2 separate regions of the Mus musculus genome follow, and region 1 is linked to region 2. The links are chromatin contacts, called in public Hi-C maps. All regions are on one chromosome and are shown on one strand. The core of a region is the stretch at or near the end of the contact, and the rest is flanking DNA. Distances in the headings are between cores, read along the strand shown. Region 1 overlaps Lockd (lncRNA downstream of Cdkn1b). Region 2 overlaps Borcs5 (BLOC-1 related complex subunit 5).

Evidence for each region. A called contact is a pair of places that touch in the nucleus more often than the background predicts.
Region 1: a contact with region 2 is called in a Hi-C map of regulatory T cells, with 4 times the contacts expected there. The contact joins two enhancer-like sites. A contact is called at or near these places in 4 of 484 Hi-C or Micro-C datasets (the G1E-ER4 cell line, embryonic stem cells, nephron progenitors and 1 more), 1 of 115 datasets of contacts at active chromatin or transcription factors (pancreatic cancer cells) and 1 of 9 other capture datasets (adipose tissue).

Annotation. Positions count from the first base shown.
Region 1 is chr6:134,941,361-134,944,320 of GRCm38.p6, reverse strand. The region is part of intron 1 of Lockd (lncRNA downstream of Cdkn1b); the gene reads right to left. Among named protein-coding and RNA genes, the nearest start is that of Lockd, 14 kb to the right of the region's middle. Within about 2 kb of position 1,615, at least 16 of the 459 cell types and tissues checked have an H3K27ac peak or open chromatin away from gene starts, as enhancers often do. A contact at or near this core is called in regulatory T cells, where this site is marked.
Region 2 is chr6:134,699,830-134,703,005 of GRCm38.p6, reverse strand. The region is part of intron 3 of Borcs5 (BLOC-1 related complex subunit 5); the gene reads right to left. Among named protein-coding and RNA genes, the nearest start is that of Gm36328, 52 kb to the left of the region's middle. Within about 2 kb of position 1,590, at least 183 of the 459 cell types and tissues checked have an H3K27ac peak or open chromatin away from gene starts, as enhancers often do. A contact at or near this core is called in regulatory T cells, where this site is marked.

The DNA of each region.
Region 1 (2,960 bases), core at 366-2,865, 240 kb before region 2:
ACTGGAGGATGCCTTAACAAACCACAGAAAACTGAACCTCTTCCATCTTCTTACCACGTGAGATCTTACTGGTAACATTATCCCCAAACTTGTATTCCTTGATCTTTCGCAGCTGGCACACCAGAGAATGCCTCCTGCGAGACTAGCTCTTCCGTGACTTACTCAAGAGCACTGTGCACTGGGGAAAATCATTTTACATTTCCATTACCCGACCAGTCTTTAGTTACCACCCTGTACTTGGCTGACCTGAGCTGGATCACAGAATATTGGGTACACGAGGTCACTCGCCCAATCTTTCTATTTACAGATGAGAGAATTCTAATTTGTAATTTCCTGCAGGGACTTTAGACAAGATGACTTATAGGTTCCTTCTGGCCACAGTCCCAGGATTCCTATTTCCTTGCTGGCATCAATGCATTCCACTGACACAGCTCAGGTTATTTTCCAAGAAAGCTAAGTTCCTAATTCATGGCCACAAACTACATACTCACAGGAGTCGAGGAAAGCAATAGTCCCTTCGTGCGGGATGAGCAGTGAATATCTAGGCTCTCATTAGAAAAGGAAGACCATGTGACGATGTTACCTGATGGCTTAGGAAAGCCAAAAGTGGCTTCATTTTGCAGCCACGCTGAGGTCAGGCTGTTATCTCCGACATGACTAGTGTATTGTGCTCATAATAGTCTGCTGGAGGAGATGGACAGGAATGTAATTACTACAGAGAATTAGGCAAGTGTTCTAAAGGCCAAACACTAGGAAGGGGCCTCAGTACTTCAGTTTTATGCCCTGGTGGTTCGAGATCTTGAACAATGGTGTTTAGCTGAGCAAAGATGTAGGAAGAAAAATCTAAAATCCTTCTCTGGGCCAAACTGTGTCAGCAATAAATAAAATACTACAAAAAAAAATTACCAAACACCAGGGACCTTAAAAAAGAAAAATCTATCACCAAGATTGAGGTATGATGGCACACTCCTTTAATCCCAGTACTGGGGAGGTAGAGGAACTTGGGGGTAGAGGTAGGAGGGATCAGGAGTTCAAGACCATCCATGGCTTTGTGGCCAGTTTGAAGCTAGTGTGTACTATTCGAGACTTTCATAGTTAATGCTGTCAATCTGAGAGCCATTGATAGCTCAGAGAGATAATACACTAGTCGCCAAGCTCCTGAGTTTGACCCCGGGACCCACTCGAAGGAGAGAACTGACTCCTGAAAGTTGGCCTCTGACCTCTCTGTGCACACAAATAAATGCTTAAAAATTATACATAAATCTGAGAATAATCATGCATGCCTTTAATCTCAATACTCGGGAGACAGAGGTAAACGGATCTCTGTAAGTTCAAGGCTATCTTAGTCTACATAGAGAGTTCCTGGACAGCCAGAGACATGTAGAAAGAGATTTTGTCTAGATAGATAGATATCTAGATAGATAGATAAATAGATAGGTAGAATTTGTATATACATGCACACATATATACACTGTCAATTAGACAAGATCTAGAATTACTTTGTCATGGTTTGTTTCCTGTTGCTGTGATAAAATACCCTACCTAAAGCAACTGGGAAGAGAAATGGGTTTATTTTTAGCTCACAGTGCCAAGCTATAAACATTCATAGAAGGGAAGTCACAAAGGCAAGAGCCTGAGTCTGCTGGCCACAGTTCACCCACAGTCAGGAACAGACAACGATGAAGGCTTGTGCACCAGTGCTCAGCTCAATTTCTTTACTCTTATGAGGCCCATGATCTTCTGCCTAGAGAATTGTGCCTTGTCTTCCCACACCAATTAACATATAAAACAATTACCCAGAGGCATGCCCAGTGGCCCATCTCCCAGGAGGTTCTAGAGTCTGCCAAGTTGACTATTAAGAGGAACAATTGCGCACCTAAGAGATACTCTGTCTCTGGGCACAGCTGTGATAGTTACAAGACTGAGTTCATTGAAATGAGAAGAGCCACCTGTTATGTAACAATTTACACCAAGATTGAAACATTCCATCTAGCAGGGAAGCTCTTTAAGCAGGGAGATAAACAACTCAAAAAAACTTCAGGAAGTCCCTGAAACTGACAAAATTCACTGTGCCCCTCCCTGCCAGAATAAGCAATAAAAACTGAGATTCCCTCTCAGAAAAGCTCAGCTGAACTACAAAGACTCTCAGGCAAGCAAAACTTCAAGGAATCCTCTGAGACTAGACCAGCTACTTAGAAGAAGCAGAAACTAACAGAGCTGTCTGGAAGAGGTTTAGACCAATGAGGCAACTCGAAAGGACATTCTCCAACCTAGTGAGCTGCCTGCAAGCTATGCGGTGAGCTCCAGGTTCCCAGCTTTGTGAGGTGTCACCTGTAGTGGCTTCAGTGACACAGCTGTCTTTCAGTCATTTCTGCTCCTGTAAGTAACTCCTCACCCATATTCCTATAGGTGACCCCAATAAAACTCACCAAGTTGGACTTCGGTGGTATCTGTAATTTGGTCTGTTACCAGCTTCCTATGTGGGGTGAGTAGATGTGTGTGCTGCATTTCCCCTGGAAAAGTTTTGTCACACAACACAATCTTAAATGTGAGTGACACTAGCTTCATGGAGGACCTGAGTCCCAGATTAAGCAAAAAGGAAAAAGTGAGCTGAACACCATTATTCATCTTCCTCTCTGTGTTCCTGACTACAAAGGCAATATCACCTGCTGCCTCATGTTCCTGCTGCCAACTACCATACTAATCCAAGTGGGGTACCATCCCCTATGTTCCAGTGACTTCCCTGTAAGATGTATGACTTTAAGCAATGCTTCCCTGCTCCTCGAAGGGAAATCTGCAAGAGATGCCAATGTCTGGAGAACCAGGGGGCTGAGCTGTGTCACCAAAGCAGGAAGCAACAGGGGAAAGCTTGCACTTACTTAAAAGAATCGAGGGCTGCTCCCAGCAAAAGACACATACATGTCACCTGAGCCTGTGAAAAGTGAAACACCTGGGGATAT
Region 2 (3,176 bases), core at 341-2,840:
TCAGAGCCCCTTCTTTCTTGTTCTGACATTGGCTGGTACTGGCCACAGTCTTCTTTTATTTTTTAATAAAAAATAAGAATCCTTATGGAGCTGCCAGGCATGGTGGTGCACACCTTTAATCCCAGCACTCGGGAGGCAGAGGCAGGCAGATTTCTGAGTTCGAGGCCAGCCTGGTCTGCAGAGTGAGTTCCAGGACAGCCAAGGCTATACAGAGAAACCCTGTCTCAAAAACCAAAAAAAAAAAAAAGAATCCTTATGGAGGACAGTTTGATGTATGTATATACAGCGAAAGGATATTTGCAGTCAGGCTATTTCTCTTCCGCTCCTGACTGGAGGCACCGTCAAGGTCTCCATCCTACACCCACCCTGGTCATTAGGTTTCCTACAGGTGGCCCCGCTGTCATGCAACGCCAACCCATTATGGCCCATCAACCCCTCTTTATTCACGTCACACTGCCGCTTCATGTCTAATGGGGATTCAGACCACCGAAAGCCTGGAGTGGGCCATGCTCAACTCACAAGTTTTCTGGGTCACCTAAGTTTTCTCCGGCCTTCTGGTCTACCTTTAGATCACCCCTTCCATTCCCACGGAAGACTCAGCGTTCTCTTTTCTGAATGACTCTCTCTTGCACAATGACAGTGGATAGATGTTCTCATTAATTATACTACAGGCTGAATGCTGTGTGTTACCACATACTGCTATTCTGGAGTGACCTTGTTTCCCCAAGGAAAGTCCTGAAGACCATCATTCTAAATAGGCTGCAAGAACAGCTTTCAGAATAAGGTCCAGCCTTTTATTCTCACGCATAGACTCTAACTCTGGAAATTAAAGAACAAAACTTCACTCCAGCAAGTCGCAGCTAAGCTGATTTACAGAAAACGCAAACACAGTGTTGGGACCGGCGCTTTTGGCCATCCACAGAGTGACCTGGAAGATGGAGCCTAGTAAACAATATTCTCTGGTTCGCTCATTATATTAACAAGTGTGACAGATAATTTGCAAGTTACAGCTACTGTCTCCTGAGTATCCGGGAAATGGCAGACACGACTGTACATTCTACACGCCTTACCTTTAGGTCCCATGACACTCCTCAAGGGAAGTATCATTTTCCTGCTAAACATGGGAAGTGGATTCTGAAAAGACAAAAATGCGCCCAAGGTCACCCAACCTGTCCCAGTAAGGCAGCTCGAAGGCAGCCGCGTCCACTTAACTTTTGCTCCTCTTCTTTATAGAATCCATTCATTCAAATGTCAGAGCAAGCAAATGGTTTTCAAAACCCCAATGAAGGAATCTATATACCAATTTTTAGTGTTTTCCAGTAAGAAAACACTTGATTTCTACCATAAACACCAGCATTTACTTTTTCCAAAAAAAAAAAAAAAAAGTAAGTAATGCATTACCAGATCTAAAATGGACATTCTGAGTGGCTACTGCGGGGCTGGCATCTCTTTGCACACCTCACCCGACAGGCACCACCTGGACCTCACACAAAGCAGGGAAAGCCGAGAGCCCTGCAAGATGTCCTCTAATAGAGGAAGGCTGCTCCAGAGTCATAGGCAGTTCACCTCACGTCACCCAGCTGACATGGACAGCCAACACCCAAGTCCAGATCTCCCGACTCCAAGAGCCACCACAGCACTGTCCCAGGCAGGTCCACAGTTAAGCCTGCTGACCATATTTTCTTTTCCATAATTTGTTCTGCCTAGCCACAAAATATAATTGTATAAGATCTAAAAGTAAGTTTCTCGGGACAACATTTACAAAAATCTATTGTTAAATAAGGTCAAAACTCAAAGGGTGATCTCAACAAAATGCATGGTCTCTGTGTGCTAGGACGAGGAAGGCGCTCAGGTGAGCCACAGGCTGGAGTTAGAAAGCCAGGCTGAGCAGAGCTCTAGCCACTTCCTTCTGCATTACGTAAACCTCCTTGGGCTCTCTAGTGCCCTGCCACTTCCTGTTGTGCAAGGACAAACAATGGGCAGACTGTCGCCAGTGTTTCCATTAATTACACCACAGGCTGAGTGGCATTGATTACCGCATACTGGACATTTTGAAATGACCCCATTTCCTTTGTTCAAATACTCTACCCAAGTGTTTCAGTAAAGGAACACAATTTACTCATGTCTTTGAGAGAATGAAGAGATACCAGCAGCTGGGGAATCTGAATGGCGTCATCACTGTTCCAATTATTATTTTATGGCTTGCCCAGCTTCCCTTTATGCTGGCTTCCCTTCTGAGCTATGTCTAACTAAGAAAGAAATCTTAAAACCTGTGTTAGTACCCTAAACAAAACCTGTTCGATCTGGCAGATCATGCCCCTCCCTGGACTTGAAAAGGCTGTAGACAGCAGCAAATAAGAGAAAGAAAGAGCTCAGTCAGGGTGTGTGGGCGTAAGACAGAAGGCTAGACAGGAACTATGTATGCATCAGAGTCTCACACTCACTATAATTCTCAGCTCCAGGCCTAATACTGAGACCCTGGGGATGGAAGGCTAATATCAAGTACTGGGCCCCAAAAGTCAGAGAAAAAATTGGGAAAGACAGTCAGACAGATGAAAACCTCCAAACACACAGAGCTATCATTTTAGGACTCCTTGTTTCAATGTCCGAGATGAAAGGAAAGTAAGTCTGTACAAGTTAAATAACATTCTGGTATTCTTACACAGTGGCAACCCGGATTAGCTAAGTGCTCTGTAATCCCTCTGAGGATCTCACAGCATGAGCACTGCCCCTGCGACCCAGAGAACAACTGCAGGTGTGGTTGAGATAAAGACCTCACTAAACTCCTCTACCATTGGCCTGAAGAATGAACCTGGGATGGTGACATCAGACTAAGGATTTGGTAATACCACCCCTGCCATCAGCCAGGAGCTATTATATTATAGCTAGTATAAACTAGACTGGATGGTTGCTCATGACTGATAAGTCTAGGGGTCCACATCATTTCCCACTCACAGTAGGTGTAACTATGCAAATTAATCCAGAAAACATTTTCCAAAGTCTAAGGAAGAAGCAAACCCTTCCTTCTGATAAGGGACAGAGGATGGTTAGGCTGCTGTCTGATGAAGGAGGAGTGTCTCAGGGAAGTCAGACACGGATTATTCTAGCAGGGTGGACACAACAGGAGGCACAGAACACGAGTTGAGACTGGCCATAGCCAACATTTGGCAGATTTT